4 separate regions of the Mus musculus genome follow, and regions 1, 3 and 4 are each linked to region 2. Evidence: chromatin contacts called from public promoter capture Hi-C data. All regions are on one chromosome and are shown on one strand. Each heading gives the region's core, a stretch centred on a gene start, on an enhancer-like site or on the middle of the called end of the contact. The rest is flanking DNA. Distances are from core to core; before and after follow the strand shown.

What was found. Promoter capture Hi-C pulls out the DNA fragments that hold promoters and counts their contacts. Capture Hi-C pulls out chosen DNA fragments and counts their contacts.
Region 1: a contact with region 2 is called in a promoter capture Hi-C map of stem cell-derived epiblast-like cells, with 3 times the contacts expected there. The contact joins the enhancer-like site here to the promoter of Trim52 in region 2. A contact is called at or near these places in 11 of 39 promoter capture datasets (the 3T3-L1 cell line, 3T3-L1-derived adipocytes, the C10 cell line and 6 more).
Region 3: a contact with region 2 is called in a promoter capture Hi-C map of embryonic stem cells. The contact joins the promoter of 9330188P03Rik here to the promoter of Trim52 in region 2. A contact is called at or near these places in 2 of 39 promoter capture datasets (embryonic stem cells and liver).
Region 4: a contact with region 2 is called in a promoter capture Hi-C map of adipose tissue, with 5 times the contacts expected there. The contact joins the promoter of 5430440P10Rik here to the promoter of Trim52 in region 2. A contact is called at or near these places in 8 of 39 promoter capture datasets (3T3-L1-derived adipocytes, embryonic stem cells, hippocampal neurons and 3 more), 1 of 115 datasets of contacts at active chromatin or transcription factors (embryonic stem cells) and 2 of 9 other capture datasets (adipose tissue and liver).

The regions. Positions count from the first base shown.
Region 1 is chr14:105,478,871-105,481,570 of GRCm38.p6, forward strand. No RefSeq gene overlaps it. Among named protein-coding and RNA genes, the nearest start is that of 4930449E01Rik, 19 kb to the right of the region's middle. Within about 2 kb of position 1,336, at least 23 of the 459 cell types and tissues checked have an H3K27ac peak or open chromatin away from gene starts, as enhancers often do.
Region 2 is chr14:106,104,707-106,107,495 of GRCm38.p6, forward strand. It overlaps Trim52 (tripartite motif-containing 52), which reads left to right and starts at 1,492. Exons shown (of 1, transcript NM_198601.3): 1 at 1,492-2,789. The coding sequence starts at 2,204.
Region 3 is chr14:105,588,280-105,590,979 of GRCm38.p6, forward strand. It overlaps 9330188P03Rik (RIKEN cDNA 9330188P03 gene), which reads left to right and starts at 1,270. Exons shown (of 3, transcript NR_102319.1): 1 at 1,270-1,394.
Region 4 is chr14:105,426,139-105,428,838 of GRCm38.p6, forward strand. 5430440P10Rik (RIKEN cDNA 5430440P10 gene) reads left to right here and starts at 1,421. Exons shown (of 3, transcript NR_045859.1): 1 at 1,421-1,547.

The sequences.
Region 1 (2,700 bases), core at 86-2,585, 630 kb before region 2:
GGGACCAGAAGGGCACCATTTTTTTTCTCTGTGTGTTCAGCAAATCTATCTTTACAAACCTAAGAAAGGAAGCTCTCAGGTTTTACTCACACTGGAGTGTTCCAAGGCATTTCCAAAGCATTGCTGTCCACTTGAGCAGCCGATAATAGTCCTTTGATGTAGAGCTTTGAACAAGAGATAAGAAATAGTTATCTAACCATAGCCTTTACTGATAGTCAACAGGACCTTCTTGCTAGTTAAGCCATTAGATATTAGTTTCCATGTTGTTATCCAATCAACAGGAAAACTCCTCCCCACATTGTGTAGAGGCCATAGAACGTATTTTCAAATTCCAAACTTCTCTCCAAGACTTCTGTATTTCTTTAATGGCTCCCCCCTTTAACCAAGGCATATTGCAATCTATAAACACAAACAGTAGTGATTTTCTACATGAGCCCCATTTTCTTAGGCTGTATTGTTTGAAATTAGATAGAGTGGAATTTTACAAATCTTTTCTTTTGGTTAAATAGTTTCAAACAAGATTCCAACAGCAAAGGTGTTGTTTCAAAAAAATGTCAGTCACAGACATTGGGAAACTTGTCCCAACTAAGAAAACTTGATGAAGCCACAGTTGATGATGTTGAGACATGCAGTATGTTCGTTTGGGGAGTGGGGTAAATGACCCTGTGTGTTTGAGAGTCTTCTGCTATATTCTCATGCTATAAATGGCCTTCATGTAAATACCCAGAAATGGGTTAATATTGCTATAGAAAAGGTTACTTTTTATCTTTAAGAGATTTTTCTTAATTGTCTAAACCCACTTGTGATAATAACTTTTGACATTAATGTGTAATTTCAAAGTGAGATATCAAACTGAAGCACACACTTCCAACAAGACCAAGAAAGCAGGTCCTCTAAGTTCTAGGTTTGGCCCACAGTTCCTGATAGGGAATAAACCCATTCTGGGAGTCATGGCTGCCAAGACAAATCCTAGACTGATACATGCATGGGGACTGGGTCAATGGACGTTTTCATATTTCTCCTGCTCTTCAATGTACATAACCTGTATCTAACGAGGGTCACAAAGCCTGCCATTTCAATAGGGACAAGTGGTGTTCTTAGCTTTTCAAATAAATGTAGATTTTCCGTTGGTTGACACCATGACTGCTCGAAGAATCTTCAGACACACGGTGTCCTCACAGTCCAGCCAGCTTTTCTCCGTTAATGGATTTTAATAATTCCTCTACTGTTCCTGTATATGCTCTTCACATTGTCGGCGAGTGGGGAGAGTCTAGTCAGAGGGCTCATATGGAAACGTTTTCATTTTGGTGCGGCTGGTTCCGATGTTTCCCCCAATCTCTGTGCAGATCTATCTGGTTTCCTTTTGCTGCTGCCTTCCCCTCCTGGGGTTTGGACACTGGCTGTTGATCTCTTTCTGTGGTTTCGCTCTGGTTTTGCCTCCATGTTAAGCTTACTTACTTGCTCTACGAAATCTAAGCTGTCTGCCTCTGTAAGACCTCCTGGTTCTCAGTGTTTGAAAGCAGAGCCAGAGGCGAGGGCATATCTTGTCAAGGGCTGACAGCAAAGGGTTGGGCAGTCTGGTGACTCTCTCTGGTCACCCCCTCCTGCCAGGGTGGCTGCAGGTTCCTGGAGTCTGACAATGTGCTGTCATGGGGATTACATTGATTAGCTTGGGGGAGTTAGGTAACTGGAGCTCTCTCACCGGGGTCCTAGCTGCTGTCAGGTCGACTGTTCACACACTGGTTTTAGGGATACCCTCAGGCATTCTCTAATGTAATCCAGGCATGTTGTTGCAGGTTGTATTTGAGAAGGGGCTACTTACTTGTCACTTGAAATATTTTTTTATGAAAAAAAAAGTCAATAAACGAGAAAACATGGCATAAAGAGGAGACAATATGAGGGTGGCAGAAAGGGAAGAACGAAACAGGAGTGACCCAAATGCCAAGCTTGCGTTCCGTGCACGTGCGCTTTAGGGAGCAAGGGTTCTTGTTTTACACAGGTACTTCGATGGTTGTGCATGCTTGGGGTTTTGCTCTCCTAGGGAACAACTAGACTCCAGTAAATTCAAAGGCAGTGGAATACAGGCCGACCCTGAGCAGGAGGAAAGAACTGGTGGAGACCCGTATGAAAGTATCTGGGTGCGTGTTCCTAAGGCAGGCACATAGACGCCAGTGTGGCTATGAAGAGAAGCTGGGTCCGAATGAAGAGCAGGGAGAAGCTGCAGATTCTCATCAAGGACTTTCCCAGACTAGCCTCTTCCCCTTCGGATTCCTTGTCCTAATCTCATCCTGGGAGCTTTAAAGGTACTTAACCCCAGGGAACTGCTTAAATTCCGGAATGTAAACAAACATACCTCACAGAAACATCTTTGTTAAATTTAAAAGAAATGAAGGCTTCATGGAAACCAGGCAGCTCCTTTTTTTTTTTTTTTTTTTTTTTAGATTTTTCTGATGATTTATTTAATCGTGCACTACCCTCCCCCAAATATGCACTCAACCTACTACCCTCACAGATACACTTGTGGACAACACCGAATTCGGACATGGTGAAGGGGTTCCTTCTCTTTGTCCGACCTTACCAGTAGGTAGGGGTGATAGCCAAAAACAGTCCAGCCAGAGAACCAAAAGGCAAAACATAAAACAGAAGAAGGCAAATGTGCTTGTGAAATTTGATTGTCATTTACAGCCTTGGGGAGTTGAT
Region 2 (2,789 bases), core at 242-2,741:
TGGTATTATTTTTCCACCCAGATCTTTTTCTTTAATTTAGATTCTCTAGAGTAAAATTAAATCCATTTCCTTCCAGGAGGGTCTGTCACTGTCATTAGAGTTAGGGGGGGAAAAAAAAAGGATGGAGAGTTCTCATGTTTCAATGTGCATCTGGTAAGAGAATTCTGTGTGTCCTGTGTTTTCTATACTTTTCTCAGATTCAGCCTCTATAGTAGGTAAACCTCAGTTTTCTACTCAGGAAGGGCCAAGCTGTGCTGTAATTATGTATCTATTTCTTGTAGAAGTTCAACTCTTTTGTTATGGATAGCTCAGGCTGTCAGTGGGTGTTTTAGAATCTTGTATTTTCTTTATGGTTGCTTTTATTATTTTAAAAATATTTTTTATTGTTATTTACCTTTCTTTAGCCTCTGTTATTTAGCCTATAAGTTAGTGTGGCTGTTATCTTTCTTGGGGTAATACTTGCTGTGATTTAATTAAAAACCTGGATAGTTATATAAATAAGATATTAGGAAGAAACAAGAGTGTACTTCATTTGTAAACTATAAACAATTTACATCCTTTCGAATATCTAGGTTTTCATATTAATAAAATGTGATTATTTGAAAATGTTGACTTCAGTATGGAAATAACAATGCTGAGTGTTTTGCAAAATTGATAAAAACAAAACAACGTGTCCGTCCCCCCCCCCCCCCCAAGAAACCAAAACCCACAAACAGATTACATTTCTGAAAGTGTTAAAAGTAACTTCTTTGTGACCGGTAATCTATTTCTATTGTCATGCACTCAATATGCCTCTTAAAAGTCATGTAGGAATTTGCAATTTTCTCGGCAGACCAGTTCCACACTTATTAATCATTTTAACTTTTTATGATGCAGGTAGTGCCAAAATATCTCCTCACTGCAGCTGCATATTCCCAGTCTGGAACATTCTTTCCAGCACGACTTAATTATATTTATCAGTGTTGTAACAACCATTTTTATTTGGGAGAAGATAACAGACACTTCTTAGAGTGGAGTACTAATATGAAATTTTGCCGGGAAATGGTATTTAGCTGTGAGGAGAAGCAGTTGACGATGACGATGACTGCGTTGATAATGATAATGAGGATGAAGACCACCATCGAGCTTTCGAAACACGCGTTTTTAGGACTTATTTTTTTAGGACTCTGGGCCCACCCGTCTGTTTTTTACTTAATTTTTGTGTTCATCTGGCTATCTATTGATTTAGAGATGCGTTTTGTGGCCGAGAAGAGTTTCAAAGTTACTCTGCGGCTGAGTGTGTCTGGAATTCCTGACCTTTCACCTCTGACCTGGCACGCTCTCCACCACTCTAGCTTTCCCTAGGCCCCTCGCATGAATACCATTAAGACGGAGGTCCTCCAAGGGGCCAGAGCGTCACTCCCCCCCTTCGCCCCCGCCCCCAGGCAATGGGGGCGGGGTGGCAGGAAGAACCTATGTTAGAGCGCCTTGACGTCACTTCCAGGTGCCTTTTATAGCGGAGCTGCCGGGCATGTGAGGCAGAGGTGGGCCGAGGCTGCTGGCTGCTGCCTTGTGCGGGGCTTCCCCGAGGCTCCAGTCAGCTGCGTGCTTCTGTGCCAGCGCCTTCTGGCTTCGGAGCGACGGCTGCCGTGCCGTGAGTTGGTCTTCCTCAGGGAAGCCAGGGAAGCCCAGGCCAGGGCGGTGGCAGCAGGTTGTAGTCGTCTACAAAACCTGTTGGAGTCGCTCCTGTCACCCGTTAGCCGGGCAGCGAAGAGGCCTTAGCCCTCAGCGCCCGTCGGGTGGGCAGTGCGGCCTACCGCATTTGGGACCCCCCTTGCTTGGGTAGGGAGGCCTTGAGTCCTTAGCGCCCATCGGCTTGGCAGCAAGGCCTACGGCCCCCTCAGCAGGGCAGCGAAGAGGCCTTAGTCCTCAGCGCCCGTTGGCTAGGCAGTGAGGCCTACTGCGTTTGCGCCCAACGACAGGGCAGCAAGGAGGTCTTAGTCCTCAGCGCCCCTTGGCTTGGCTGCGAGGCCTACCGCCTTTGCGTCCTTGCCTGGGCAGGGAGATTTGGGGCCTTTGGTCCCCTTGGCAGGGAAGGGAGTCCTCTCACCTTTGTGCTCTTGGGTGGTAGAGGCTAGACCTTCCACTTGTGGTTTCGTGCTTTGTGCTTCTTGGCAGGGCAGCGAGGGCCTCTCAGTTTCTGAGGACCTTTTGTGCTCTTAAGATGGCCACCTCTACACGGCCTCCCAGCCCTATGCAGTCACTTCGGGAAGAAGCAGTGTGTGCCATCTGTCTGGATTATTTTAAGGACCCCGTGTCCATTGGCTGTGGGCACAACTTCTGCCGAGGGTGTGTGACCCAGCTGTGGGGCAAGGAAGATGAGCAGGACCGGGAACAGCCTGCTGTGCAGGAGCGCGTCATCCGGGAGGTTTTGTTTCCTAGGTACACCGAGCAGGAGCAGCACAGAGCACATGCAGGACAGTGGGTCGGTCATAGCCATAGACAGCATCAGGGCAATGCAAACTCTGAGTGGGATGACGAGGAAGAAGACAGGAACAGTTTACAAGGATTGGTTCATGACCTGAGAATTAGGGTTTTTCCAGAAGAGAGAGATGAACCCCCCCACAATGGCCACCAGTACCATCGGTTTGGTCGCTACCGCCATCGCCACCGCCACCCTCCAATCTTCCACCGTGGTCCCCCACATCCGCCTGTGCGTCGGCAGCTCTATCCAGACGCCCGGGTTCCTTCTCCACATGCCCAGGTTCCTCCTCCACATGCCCAGGTTCCTTCTCTACCTCGGCCCACAC
Region 3 (2,700 bases), core at 20-2,519, 520 kb before region 2:
ACTTAAACAATGTACCATTCTGTACCTCATAAGCACTTAATTTATTCCAACTCTTTGGCCTGACCTGTAATCCCCTCTCCTTACCCATCTGACCCATCTGCGTTTCATTTCCCACTCATCGATGGCATCCAAAGAGCTAGGCCCAGGCCCTATTTGGAACCATTAGACAGAGATTGGCACTCTTCCCTCTTCCTGCACCACATCCTCTGCTGGAAAAAAAATGACCATCGGATCAGAGAACAGAGGCTGCTTTGTCCCCGGTAACGGGGATCTGGAAGCGTTTTCAATCATTTGTACTCTATACCCACTCAAACGCATTAATGTGATCAACATTGGGTCTGTTGTGGGCATTTTTTCCAGCAAATAGCTTGCTAACATTCCAGGCATGTACTTCCCCGAAAACAAGACTGAGACAGGGCCCTGAATATTCAATTGGAAAATCACCAAGAGCAGAAGCTTAGCTTGGCACGGCTGGTGTTGATTCTTAATAAGTGACTTCCTAAAGCTGAGGCATGGGCCTTACAGCGTCAATGACTTGTTTGAAAAATATTTTGTAGGTGCCTCATACCACTCGATTTCCTGTGGTATGCGTCATATTGTGAGCTATTCCAAGCCAGCCTGGTTAAGCACACTAACTCGCCGCCCCCCACCCCAAGATTGTGGTGTTTAACTAAAAATGTCTTTATACAAGATGAGCTCATAGCTATTACTGCTGATGTAGTTTTAACTGCTTGGATACCAATTTCAGTTGCTTGAAAATGTGCCAGCACAGGGTAAACCTGAGCACAGCCATATCTCACCCTGTAGAACATGGCGGGATGCTGTCCCAAGAAGCAGCGTTGCTTCAGGGGAAAGTGGCCCAGTTCAACACAATGCATACCTTTCACTTTCATTAGAAAGACTTACTGTTCTTAATATATTACCAAAGTCAAGGTGCTGAAGACATCTGGAACACGGGAATAAAATTAACCCTTTCACAGCTTCAGGTATTTTTTGTAACGCTTGCCAGGGAGGAGAGCTAAATTCAAGAAACCGAGAGGATTTTCTCAATTATGTTTCAGAAAGCAAACCCAAAGGCCTGACGTGCTGTTCACGAGTTCAAGTGTACGTGGGTGGGATTTGGGCGAGGGCTAAACAGGATACTGTACGCAAGAGACTTTTGACGAGGGCTTCTAATTTTAGACACGGGGCGTGGGGAGAGCAAATACGGCCGAGTGTCATCAGCACGCCTCATAAAGTATCCGGCACTTCCGCAGGCTGCAGTGCTTTACAGGACTTGTGATGTAGATCGTCGTCATTTTTGTTTCACAAACAAGGAAGGAGAATCTCAGAGATTCCGTAAACTCCATAAAGCGGTGATTCATGACAGAAGCAGGGACGCAACTTCGACCAGTGTGAGTAACCCACTGGGACTTATCTGCCACCTTGCTGCCCGGAGATAAAAAGTATTCTCATCTCTATTACGGCTGCCTTTGTCTACTGTTGTTCAAAGGATTCAGGCTTGCCCGGGTGTCCTGAGCTAAAAGGAGAAATGAATATAAATCTGTGCGAGTTGTGTTCTGTCCTGCTTTCTTCCAGTGAATAGGTTACAGGCGGCATCTAGTTTGGGGCCAGTCCCCAGCGGCTGCGCAGTGGCTATTAACTGATTAGACATTGTCTATGCCATCTCTGAATGATTTGTGTCTCTACAATAGGACCTTTTATAACAGAGAAGAGAGGGATTGATACCCTGGACACTGCCTGGGCTGTGTTTGCCTCTTGGGGCAAATAATTTTCCTTGGTACCAGGAGCAGCTCTGATGTGGCTGCTTTGCCCTTATGTGGCCCGGGGCTTTCAGCTTGGGAGAAAACGTTCAGCCTGGTCTTGGATGAAACAAGAAGGTACCAGAGGGGAGCCAGGGCAGCCATGTTGTTTGTCAGAAGAGAGGACCACATGTGCCTGTCTCAGGATGATTGGCAAGGCAAGAGGATACCAGTGGGAAAAGGTGAAAGATTCTTAGAAGCAATGAGCTACCAAACCATTACACTGCACAGCACTAGGAAGGAGAAGAGGACTTTCAGTTGAGAAAGACTCTACCATGAGCTGGAAAATGGAACTTCTGTGTTGGATGTTTCCTGTGAGCTCAGAATTTGGGGTCTGTCAGGTTGAAAGCTACAGGGTGATACTCAGAGACTGTAAAAGGACTTTAAGTCGTCCCATTTGACTTGGTGTGTAGCACACTATCTGAAGCAGGCATCTTGCTTCTTGATCAAGATAGACACAGCAAACCAGTCTTTCTAAAAACCAACCAACCAGATTTACTTATTTAACATGTATGAGTGTTTTTTTTTTCTGCATGAATGTGTGTGCTCCATGTGTATGTGTGTTCCGTGTGTGCTCCATGTGTCTCTGCCCAAGGAGTCAGAAGGGATTGTCAGCATCCCTGGAACTGGAGTTGCAGATGGTTGTGAGCCACCATGTGTGAGCTGGGAATCCAACCTGGGTGCTCTGTGCTCTTACCCGCTAAGCCACCCTTTTGGCCCGTAGGGTGGGGCTGAACTTTCCTCATAGAGTATAATTTTTAGAAAATACAGATTTTAAAATTACTGGTGTATAGTTTTAAAACATTAGTGGAGACATCAATTCAAAATATCTAACCTGGATATTGTTTTTTTGTGTTTACGTTGTAAGCAGTTCATATTTTCTACTTTGAAACACTGG
Region 4 (2,700 bases), core at 171-2,670, 680 kb before region 2:
ATACACGAGCCGCCTTGCTATACTCAAATTGACAATGAAGACATCACAGTTGGTTATTTCTTACTTAGCCCCGTGTCAAAGACCTGGCTTTTGCCCAGAGACATAAAGCCAAAATTCCAGGAGCCAGCGATTCCACAAGACAGTTACGCTCAGATCTCAGTTCAGCTGCAAGAGATGAAATGTGAACTGTGTATGATGGAAAAAAGAAAGAGCAAAGGAATTTGATTCAACCTTTACATAACTTAAGTGTGCTTGGTCCTCAGATGTAGGCTGTTTCTTCCAACTGTGGCAGGCCTCAATGGAACGCGTTCTCATGTCATAGGTTCTGGATGGGGTCTGAATAGCATCTCTGGAGGTTCTTTCTAATGTCCTCAGTGGACCGCTGACCACACTGTGAATCCTGGGGCCGGGAAGGTCCCGTAAAGGCAGGTCAACACTCTAAGGGAACAGGCCAGCAGCAACCAGGGACCACATTGCAGGTTGGAAGCGATCTTTGGACCACTTCCTGTGTCACCAATGCTTCAAGCACAGCCGGGGTCAAAGCCCCAGTAAGCCCCAGAGACACTGCTCATGGCTTAGTGGGAGTAACGTTCTCTCCACACCTCTCCTGCATAAGGACACAAAGATGAATGGCCCGCAGGAAGGCCTGGCCGCTTCTCTCTGCAGAGTGCATACAGGGCGCTTTGTGCTCACGACGATTGCAATACTTCCCTTCTGGCAGAGGGAAGCCTGCTTCTCCGGAGCTGCGGAAAGTAACGCTTGTTTCTGAATTGGTCGGAGTTCAATCTCAATTATGTCTGGAAACAACACACGTCCCTTTCCCTCTTCTGTATGACTGCAGTGTTAATTTTCAAGCAAACGCGTGCAAGTTGAAGTTGAAACAGCCACACAACATTGACATTTATTGGGCACTCCCTGTGGAGGCTTCCTGGCAGTGTGGTCACAGAAGGTGTTGCTTCTGCACTGGGGGCTTAAGGCTCACTCTTTCCAGACTTCATGTACCACCCTAGAGCTAGGCTGGAGGAGCTTATTTGAACAGGATCGCATTCAAATCTGCCTCTACTCCACCCACACAGAGAGGAATCGAAGTTTTTCCTCTGGTAGTGCAGAGCCGGTACCCAAGACCAACAAAAGATGCTGTAATATAATTTGCGGCCATTTATTACAGGGATGGGTGGGTTCTTGGGGTTGTATACTTCCATACTTAGCCAGCTGTAAAATAAAAGCAATCTCTTTCACATTTTAAGTTCAGTATTTATTGCCTTTTTGAAATTCGTCGGATTTCACTTGACCGTGTTTCTGAATTCCTCCACATACTTCTAAAACACGTTGCATATAAAGTGTGATCGGATGGAGACTCGAGGACTGTTTTCTTTTGGAATCACACAACGCAGCCAGCAGGAGACGCACCTGTTTCCGGGATGCACACGTGCTCAGCCTGGGTGAGTTGCTGAGTCTGCTGGTGCGGCTGTTGTCTTAGCATAAGAATGCTGCTGTACTGCTGAAGGCTCGAGCCTTGTGAACGCTGAAACTTGGGCGTGTTAAAGGTAGGTTGTAAGCCTCTGTCTGCACTGCTGATAGCAGCAGGACTGAAAATCTAGTACTGACTTCCACACAGAAGCACTGATTCCAACAGGAGGAAGTGTCTCGATCGCCACACAGCTCAGCAGACGGCATGTGCACCGGACTATGCAAAATTAATGATTAACTGCGTGCCGGTGTGCTTGTCAGGGAACAGTACGGCTCTTTAAGGGGCTTATATAGTCTATGAAAGAAATTAGCTCATGAGAGGGACTCATAAGGATAAAAGAACAAACTTAAGTAGAGGCTTGACATATCCCGCTTTTCTCACAGGGCAGAAAGTTAAACATAAAGGCCTCCTTTTTATAATGTGAAGATCTGACTCTGAAGTTGGGGCAGATCATCCACTTGTTAAAACAAGACATGAACATTCTTGTTATTCCTTAAAGGAGGAGGGAATGGCGTGCACTCAGTTTGAACTTTGAATGCACCAGGATGGGAGGGGAAATTATCCAACAATTATCCTAGACATTGAAGACCATGAAACCAAAAATAATTATGAAAGTGACAGCCAAGAAGTGAATAGGAATGGATGGGGTGTTCATAATTCACCGTCTCCTTGGATCGTAGGAACTCTGAAAACCCCAGACTCCTTCATCCAAATTCGCAAGGGAAGCTGAGGCAGGCATTAGTTGAATATTGGTAACCTTGTGATTTATACAAGGCACGTATCAAGAAATATAATCTGCCAGCATAGCATGTCAAAATGAACTTCATAATAATATTTTCTTTACATAATCTAAAGTCGTTTCCCGAATTCCCATGGTGGGTCAGTTCACTAATGACAATAGGAATCAAAGAACCTCTAAGACAAATGTGAATCCTGGAGTGTTCATTTAACTGACAATCCTCTGAGATCGAGGTGATGTATCCTGCCAGTAGGCAGGGCTTCGAGAATACAATCATCTAACATGATCTGGCAACTGTGTATCAGGAGTCAGTCCATAAATTGTAACTGGGTGCTCGAAGAGTTTACAGGCGAATGGATACATTTTCCTTCCTCCCTTCCTCTCTCCCTCTCTTCCCCTCCCTCCCTCCCTCCTTCCCTCCCTCCCTCCCTCCCTCCCTCCCTCCCTCCCTCCCTCCATTCCTTCCTCCTTTCTTCCTTCCTTCCTTTCT